2 separate regions of the Mus musculus genome follow, and region 1 is linked to region 2. A link is a contact called in public HiChIP or PLAC-seq data. All regions are on one chromosome and are shown on one strand. Each heading gives the region's core, a stretch centred on a gene start, on an enhancer-like site or on the middle of the called end of the contact. The rest is flanking DNA. Distances are from core to core; before and after follow the strand shown. Region 1 overlaps 9130230L23Rik (RIKEN cDNA 9130230L23 gene). Region 2 overlaps Tbc1d1 (TBC1 domain family, member 1).

Region 1 (4,565 bases), core at 1,526-4,025, 1.8 Mb after region 2:
GCTACCATCTTGTTTCTCTTAACTAGTTGGATTAATAAGTAGTGCACAACTGAACAGTTGCAAAGATTCAGATATAGCACACAGTAGTCCCCAAAATGCAGAAAACCTACTTGCAGAAAGGGATTCTTTTTTTACTCTGCACCAACTTTGTTGATTCTTCTCTCTCTCTCTCTTTCCTTCTTTCTTCCTTCCTTCCTTTCCTTCTTTCTCTCTCTCTCCCTCTCTCTCTCCTTCTCTCTCTCTCCCTCTCTCTCTCTCCCTCCCTCCCTCCTTCCCCCTCTTTCTTTCTTTCTTTCTTTCTTTCTTTCTTTCTTTCTTTCTTTCTTTCTTTCTTTCTTTCTTTCCTTTCTCTCTCTCTCTCTCTCCCTCCCTCCCTCCCTCCCTCCCTCCCTCCCTCTCTCTCTCTCTCTCTCTCTTTCTTTCTTTCTTTCTTTCATTTGGTTTTGTTTTCTCTGCATAACACGCTCTGGCTGTCCTGGACTCACTTTGTAGAACAGGCTGGCCTCAAACTCACAGAGATCTGCCCACCTCTGCCTCCTGAGTGCAGGTGTGATTAATGGTGTGTGCCACCACACCCATTTGATTGAATTCTTCAATCAAATTCTTTCTCAACTGAGCTGTTTTGGCTGTCTGTGTTGAATTTTTAATGTCTGGCTTAGAAGGAAGTAATTTAAACCACAAGCATATCTGAACCTTCAAACCAATATGGCTACAGAACAGGTTGCAGTCAAGATTCTCCCATCAGAATACTGGGTCAAGGCCCAACAAGAGAGATGGTCTACACCCCGAACCAGATGGTCTCCTTAACCCCCCTGAAGTGGATGCTGAACAATCTAATTCCTGGTTGGGCAACAGTTATGGTGTCAAGGCTACAGAAGCCCAGGAGTTCTGTCTTTCTTCAAGAACCAGCCTAATATTTGGCTCAATATTCTTAAAGGGAATTATTCAGTAATTAGAAATATTCTGTAAGTCCTATTTAAAAAAAAAATGTGGGCCTAGGAGATGACTCATCCTAGCTACATGAACCCAAGTTCAAGGCCCAGACCATATAGCAAGCCACTTGTGTTGGTGGCAGCTGTAACCCCAGGACTCCTACAGTGACCTGGGAGATGGAGACGAGGGAATCATCTGGAAACCCGAGGGCCAGCTCTCCTGGAGGAGGACGCACAGCCACAGAGAAACAACAGTGCAAGCCTGCCAGGTGGGGTGAAAGGTGAGAACTGAGTTCTGACGCTTGTCATTAAAAAGGCCATAAATAAGTACACACCTGTAATTGCAACACACCGGAAGTGGAGGCAGGAGCTTCGTAAGCCGGAGGTCAGTCTGGACTACATCGTGAGACCCTCCCTGTTTAGAAAAAAAAAAAAAAAGTTATATGAAGAAGCATACATATAAATGCTTCCTACTTTAAACAAGAAACAAAATTTGTCCAAGAAACTTCATCGGTATTCTTTTTATATCTCTTCAGCTGGATCACATACACTTCTAGGCCAATCAGTGCCAAAGGTCTGGGCTGCCCTTCCTTACCTTAGCATCACTGGGGCTGATGGAGACTGTATTCTCCCTTACCCGACTGCTGCTCTCCCTGTTTCTGGACAATATCGGGCATGGGAGATACACATTGGCTGACCACATTGGGAAAGAGGCAAACAGCAGAGGAACTGCCCACGGCTCTTCATGTCACAATGCAAGCAGAACATTTTTTCCTGTCTTACCACAGTAGATACAACTTTGAGTGAGAAGCAGAAGTCTTCTCTGGGTTCATGTATGGTACAAGAAGTCCAGTCATGGGCCTGACCATCAGCTCTGGGATCAATCAACCAGGAGTAACAGCAGGTTGGTTCCTGGGGTAGGCTGAGAGGCACAAACGTAAATTCTTTCTTAGGCTTCCTCCAGAAAGTCTCAGGTTTGAAATTTGTAAGAGGGTTTAAAAGGGAGAAAAACGGAGTTTGTAAATTCAAAGAAACACACAGAAATTTGAATAGAAAGAACAAAGCAAACTTAACAAAGGTTGAAGGGGGCTTTGAAATGGCACACATTATTGCCTGGGATGACTTTGAATGATCAAACACTCTAGTTAAAAGAGACAAAAATAAGAAGAAAGACACTGTTGCAGAGGTTGAAATGTTGACCTGTGTGTAATTCTGGGGATTCATTCTCATTTTGTACAGGAGTAGGTATGTGGGTGATGTGTCATTTTAGCAGTAGAAAATTCATCAAGCTAGGCATGGTGCCGCATGCCTATAATCCCAGCTCTGGGGAAACTGAGGCAGAAAGTTTCCTTACCTTTTAAGGTTGAGGTTAGCCAACACCACATAGAGACTGTCTAAAAAAAAAAAATCTATTTTTGCACCCACCAAATAAACAAATACTTACTGATCAGAGATTTGAAAAAGCACCTAGCCTCAGGTTGGGCAAAGCGCTTGAGATGTCAGACAGTTGGTCGTGCAAATGACAGAGGTTTTGGAGCTAAGAATCCAGCTTTGGCTGGGCAGTGGTGGTGCATGCCTTTAATCCCAGCACCTGGGAGGCAGAAGTAGGCAGATTTCTGAGTTCCAGGCCAGCCTGGGCTACATAGAGAAACCCTGTCTCAGAAACAAACAAACAAACAAACAAACAAAGAATCCAGCCTTGGCAAGCTCAGCCTTTCTCCCCACTGTGAACCTGACTGACTTCCTTACTCTCAGCTCCCCTCTTATAAATGCTTGGTTATAAATGGAAACCACCTCTCCTAGCTTGGTTGTCTGTGCTTAGTCATAGACCCTTGATACAGGGTGTGGTGGTTTGAACCGAAATGGTTCCCTTAGACTCATGTTCAAATGATTGGACCATAGGGAGTGGCACTATTAGGAGGTGTGGCCTTATTGGAGGAAGTGTGTTACTGTGGGGGCGGGCTTTGAGGTCATGCCTACTCAAGCTACACCCAGTAAGGAACACAGCCTCCTGCTTCTGTGGATCAAGATGTAGAACTCTCAGCTCCATCTCTAGGTTCCCAATCAAGGGCAAAGAGCAACTGAGGAACTCACTCAGCACTGATTTCTGGTCTCCTCCTCTAGAACCACAGGTAACACATACACACCATACACACACACACACACACACACACACACACACCACACCACACACACACACACACACACACACACACACACACACACACACACACACCACACCACACACACACACACACACACACACACACACCACACCACACCACACACACAGCACCACATACACACAAACACACACACACACACACACACACACACACACACACCACACCACACCACACTACACACACCACACAGACACACACACCACCACACACCATACACACACACAACACTCCCCCACACACACACCACACCACACAGACACACACACCACCACACACAACACACACACACAACACCCACACACACCACACCACACAGACACACACACCACCACACACAACACACACACACACAACACCCACACACACCACACCACACCACACACAACACACAGACACACACACCCCAAAACCAAATGACAGTTGAAATGTTATCCTCACGTCATGCTTGTAATTCCAGCACAGGGGAAGCTGGGGCAGGAGGACTATTCTGAATTTCAGGCCAGCCCAAAACCCCCAAAAATTAATTTTAGGGTATGTATATTTTACTACAATAAAAATAAAGGGAAGGGTTGGTGAGGTGGTTCATTGGTTAAGAGCACTGGCTGCTCTTCCAGGGGTCCTGAGTTCAATTCCCAGCAACCACATGGTGGCTCACAACCATCTGTAATGAGATCCAATGCCCTCTTCTGGTGTGTCTGAGGAGAGCCATAGTGTACTCACATAAGTAAGTTAAATAAATAAATAAATCTAAAAAACAATCTCTTGGGGCCAAGGATATAGTTCAATGTGAAGTCTGATTAATATGTACATACCCCAGGTTTGAGTGCCATCATATTATTAACAAGGGAGGGTGTGCTGTAGAGATGGCTCAGTGGTTAAGAGCACTTCCTGTTCTCCCAGAGGACCAGAGTTCAGTTCTTAGCATCCATATCAGGTGGCTCACGATCACAGCAAGATGTCTCTTTTTTTTTTTAAAGATTTATTTATTATTATATGTAAGTACACTGTAGCTGTCTTCAGACACTCCAGAAGAGGGTGTCAGATCTCATTACAGATGGTTGTAAGCCACCATGTGGTTGCTGGGATTTGAACTCAGGACCTTCGGAAGAGCAGTCAGTGCTCTTAACCGCTGAGCCATCTCTCCAGTCCGCAAGATGTCTCTTGCAGCCTCTCCAGGTACCATCCCCCACCATGCCACACAGACATCCATATTTTTAAAAAGATAAACTACTTTTTATCTTAAAAAAAAATCCCTTGTCAGTGCAGACAGTCTAATCCTTGTCCTGTGTGGTGATGTTAAAACTGGAGTTATGATATTCCAGCTCTTCATTTACACACCTTTATGACTGTGATATATGTCTCAATAAAAGAAGCCAGGACAATATGTTGGATGACAAATACTTAAAACTAATCACTCACAGGCTACACATCTGCCTAAGAATAATCA
Region 2 (4,897 bases), core at 1,704-4,203:
AGGCCAGCCTGGTCTACAAAGTGAGTTCCAGGACAGCCAGGGCTACACAGAGAAACCCTGTCTCGAAGCCCCCCCACTCCAATCTTCCTCTCAGAAACATGAGGTGCTGGGAATTGCAAAACTGGAGCTACACTCCAGGATCTGATTCTCCGAACAGCTTAGTTTCTTTCTGGTGCCCCCTTCTTCCCTTCCCCCATCTTCACCGTCATTGTCATTGTCCTCATCCTCGTCTTTGTCCTTGTCGTCCTCCTCTTCTTCCTCCTCCTCTTTCTCCTCTCCTTCTGTCCTATTCTTCCTGTTCCTTCTGCTTCTTCTATTCCTCCTCCTCCTCCTCCTCCTCTTCCTCCTCCTTCTCTTTGGGGTCTATGTAGCCTGGAACTTATTAGGTAGCCCAGTCAGGCCTCAAACTTACAGAGATCCATCTGCCTCTGCCTCCCAAGGCTATGATTAAAGCTATGGTTAAAGGTATGTGCCACCATATATGGCTTTCACAGAGCAATTCTTCTTTATTGTTTTAATTTATTTTTTATTTTACATATACCTATGTTTTGCCCACATGTATGTCACTGTACTGTACGTGTGCTGAGCCATCTGTGACCAGAAGAGGGCTACCATGGAAGTGCTGGGAGTCTAACTCAGGTCTGCTGTAAGAGCAACAGGTGCCTTTAACCATTTGGCATCTCTCCAGGCCCCAAAACAATTTTAAATGGCTTCCAGTCTACCACTATATCACCCTGAGTGCACCAATTCCATGTAAATGGTTTTCACATACAATGTAGTTTTAAAATCATTCTAGACATTTCTAGAGTATCATATTATCTTAGATGTGATACCATTTGCTTAAAGTGGGATATGGCACCTGACTTCTAACCTAAGACCAAAAAAAAAAAAAAAAAAAAAAAAAACCAAACAACCCCCCCCACTCATTCCTTTCATTACACACAAATATACACATATTGTGCTTATATATATATATATACACACACACAATACATATATATTTATAAACACACACATATAAATATACATATATACAATCTTCATATTCATATATATATACAGATATTGTGTACATGTTTTCCTATATAAACATACATAAAGAGCAAAATGGTAAAATGTATGTGTGTGTCTGTCTGTGTGTGTGTCTGTGTGTGTGTGTGTGTGTCTGTGTAGACTCTGGAGCTGGACAAACCTAGATTTTTTATTTATTTGTTTGTGTTGGGGGATCTCAGCAGCCATAGTGAGTGTGGAGGTCAGAGGACAGCTTCACCTGAGTCTGTTCTCTCTTCCTACTATGTGGCCTGGGGATCAAGCTTAGGTTCTCAGGCTTGGGGACAAGAGTCTATAGATGCCAAGCCATCTCCCCAGCCCTTGATGTGTGTGTGTGTGTGTGTGTGTGTGTGTGTGTGTGTGTGTGTGTGGATGTGTGTGGTGTGTGTTTGTGTGTGGTGTGTATGTGTGGGGATGTGTGTGTGGAGTGTGTGTGTATTTGTGTGTGTGGAGTATGTGTGTATGTGTTTGTGTGGAGTATGTGTGTGTATGTGTTTGTGTGTGGGGGTGTGTATTTGTGTGTGTGTGTGGAGTGTGTTGTGGGGGTGTGTGGTGTGTGTTTGTGTGTGTGGCATATGTGTATGTGTGTGTTTGTGCTTGTGTGTATGTGGAGTATGGGTGTGTGTGGTGTGTGTTTGTATGTGTGGTGTGTGTGTGTGTTTGTGTGTGCTTGTGTGTATGTGGAGTGTGTGTGTGTATGTGTGTGGTGTGTGTTTGTGTGTGTGGTGTATGTGTGTGTGTGGTGTGTTTATGTAAGACAAGGACTCTTGTAACTCTGGCTATCCTTGACCTTGTTGTATAGTAAGGGTAACTTTGAACTCCATATCTTCCTGTTCCCCCTCCTACCTTCTGGGATTCCAGACCTTGCCACGATGCCTAAAAAACCCACAGATCTTTCTTGCTGTGGCTGTGTTCCTTGGCAGCTAGAAAGACATTTAAAATGTAAGTTTAACCATCAGTAAACTGAGGGCACCACAGATTCCATTAGATAGACTATAAGGACAAAAGAGAAGATCTGTGCTGAGTATTTGGCATCTGCCCTACATCCAGCAAGCTGTGACCATGCCCAGCATGGTGAATGGTGAGCACTCTGAAGACAAGATTGGCATGATCTTGGCATCTGTGTGGATTACACCATGGGAGGCTGCCTTACCATGCTTCACTGGGGTGGCTTGTCTGTGAGGTCTGCCAAGTCTCTGAGAACTGGGTCTAAGCCAAGAGACATGTCATAGTCTTTTGAGGGATTTTCTTTTAACCTGTTTAGTTATTTATTATTTATGTATGTGTGTACTTTCAGAGGCCAGAAAAGGGCATCAGATCCCTACCCTACCCCACCCTGCCCAGCTAGAGTTACTGGCAGTTGTGAGTCACCCAACCTAACATGGGTACTTGGTACTGAACCCTTGACCTCTGGAGGAAGAGTATGTACTCTTAACTGTTGAGCCATCTCTCCAGCTCTTTAGACACAATTTATTATTTGACTTTGAGTTTCTGTGTAGGCTTATTAGTCTTGAAAAACTATGTTTCAACAGACCACACATGACCAGTCCTGATCTTTGACGCAGGGCCAAAAATGTCTCAGAAGCCTGGCAAGTGGGGCACACAGAGCATACTGAAAGCCAGCAAGGCCCCCTGTACTGCATGTGTTCTGTGTAAATGAAGACACTCAGAAGACCAGTTGGTTTTGACCTCTGGATCCAATGGATAGAACCACTGGACAGGCAATGTCGGCTGTGGGTACACCATGCGTTGTGGTTCTGTGTACTGGGGCTGCAGGGCTGGCCTGTGGTTAGATGAGAATCCAGACTGCTGGAATCTAGAAATGTCAGCTGGCTAGGCAGCTGTCTGTCCAGGAGCAAGGTCAGACATACAGGATGAGTCAGGATGGGTTTGGACGACACTAGTGTAGGATGTTCAGAGGCTAGTCCAGGCTGCCTGTCACAGGGATAGGTCAGGACTGAGAACAAGGCTAGCCAGAGCTGTGTCCAAGAACCAGAGTGGAAACTAGAGAGAGAGAGAGAGAGAGAGAGAGAGAAAGCCAAAGGCCACAGCAGGGCGGGGCAGAGAGGGACGGGGGAAGAGGAATGTTTTCTTTGCTTGCTAACTGGTCAGGAAGTCTGTATCAAGAAAAGGGAGACGAGGGCGCAGAAGACGGGTTTCCTTTCTGTAGGACAGAACCTGGCGAGCAGAGGGCAGTCTGACCCAGGGTAACTTGCAGTTTCTGTGGGGAGGAGTTCAGGGTAAGAGGGGGTCACCTGTGCTACTTCCCCAGGGTCCTGTCACATGGACATTTCTCCCTCTCATCCTCATATAGACTCAACTGTGCCGCAGAAATAAATGAACCCCGAAGCTCAGTGGTTAGCACAAGGATCCTCTAGTTGCTGCTCCGGGGCCTGTGTGCTCTGAGTTGACGATAGCCAAGAGTCTTTGTTCTGAGGCCCCAAGCTGCCTCTCTCTTATGTTCTGTTGTGACCTCTGCTATAGTGCAGAAGAAAAGACTGGGAAAGTTCCCTTACTTCACTCTAACCCCACACTGTATTTCTTTTTTTTTTTAATTTAGTTTAATTTTTTATTTTTTGAACATTAGTGTTTTATCTGCACATATGTCTATGTGGAGGTGTTAGGTCCCCTGGAACTAGAGTTACAGACAGTTGTAAACTGCCACATGGGTGCTAGAAATTGAACCCTGGTCTCCTGGAAGAGCAGTCAATGCTCTTAACCCCCGGATCCCTCTCTCCAGCTCCCAACACTGTATTTCTTATCTAGACTTTTTGGGCAAGTTCCTTAACAGTCTCCACATTTCCACCCTTGTCTTCCCCAGGTCTAAGGCAGCCAGCTCCAGGCATGACCATCATTGCCGCAGATCTGGTGATGTGCCCTTCTGCTGCCCTCTCCACTTATGGTCTAGCATAGCTCTGCCCTTCAGAGAACAAGCCATGGAGACTTAGTAAGATTTTCTCGGCCTTCTGAGTCTCATTTTGCCAGTTGCCCTACCTCTCCCAGTTGCTTACATCTCATATCCCCTTATCCTAGGCCCACGTCATCCTCTTTCTCTAGTCTATAACATTCCATGGCCTCTCTTAGTTCTAGAGCATCCCAGATTCCCTTTGTTCCTGTGACCTAGACCGCTCAGTACCCTCCCTGTTTGGCTACCTTTAACTTAACTTGCCATTTCTAAGCTTGCATGCCACTTTCCCAGAAAGCCTCTCTTGCATAAATTTGCAAGGAAAATCATAGGCTTCAGTAGACTGTAATCTTCAAGAGAGGGATTTCCATCTTGCTCCCTGAATGACCCACACACTTAGAACTGTCCTTAACACATAACAGTTAACACATAACTTCCTTGTATGAGTGAATGAATGAATGAATGAATGAACAAATTGTATGTAAAAATTCTTTAGCTCCAAAAACCAACACTAACCAACAAAGGTAGAAAAGAGAATCATTTAGAAGAATCCTAGGGTTTTTCACAGAGTCACCATGACGTGTGCAAAGCCGGTCTGACCAAGCCATGAAGGGTCGGCATCAGGCAGGAGAAACCACAGACGTGGTTACATCACAGGGATACCCTGGCAAGGGCACCACCCTGGCTTTGCTATCAGACACCGCTGCCCTGGCACTGCAGCTGCTGGGCATTAGCTACAGCTCCATGGCCCTTCTTGTGTTTCAGCTCTCATTAACCCTGTGACTTGACATTACCCTGGGAGAGTAGCAGCCTCAGACAGGAATATCTGATGGGTGAGATGAGTTCAGGCATCCATCTGTGGCTAGAGAGCTGCTGAAAGTGAGTCCTCGCACTTATCAATGGACCGGGCAGGCCTCCACCTGTTTTAGAACAGCCATTTAA

The links. HiChIP or PLAC-seq counts read pairs in DNA pulled down with a chosen protein or histone mark.
Region 1: a contact with region 2 is called in a FOXA1 HiChIP or PLAC-seq map of pancreatic cancer cells. The contact joins two enhancer-like sites. A contact is called at or near these places in 1 of 39 promoter capture datasets (liver), 1 of 115 datasets of contacts at active chromatin or transcription factors (pancreatic cancer cells) and 2 of 9 other capture datasets (adipose tissue and liver).

The regions. Positions count from the first base shown.
Region 1 is chr5:65,988,571-65,993,135 of GRCm38.p6, forward strand. It overlaps 9130230L23Rik (RIKEN cDNA 9130230L23 gene), which reads right to left. Exons shown (of 7, transcript NR_027961.1): 5 at 1,716-1,854; 6 at 1,268-1,347. Among named protein-coding and RNA genes, the nearest start is that of 9130230L23Rik, 13 kb to the right of the region's middle. Within about 2 kb of position 2,776, at least 80 of the 459 cell types and tissues checked have an H3K27ac peak or open chromatin away from gene starts, as enhancers often do. A contact at or near this core is called in pancreatic cancer cells, where this site is marked.
Region 2 is chr5:64,194,153-64,199,049 of GRCm38.p6, forward strand. The region is part of intron 2 of Tbc1d1 (TBC1 domain family, member 1); the gene reads left to right. Among named protein-coding and RNA genes, the nearest start is that of Tbc1d1, 36 kb to the left of the region's middle. Within about 2 kb of position 2,954, at least 74 of the 459 cell types and tissues checked have an H3K27ac peak or open chromatin away from gene starts, as enhancers often do. A contact at or near this core is called in pancreatic cancer cells, where this site is marked.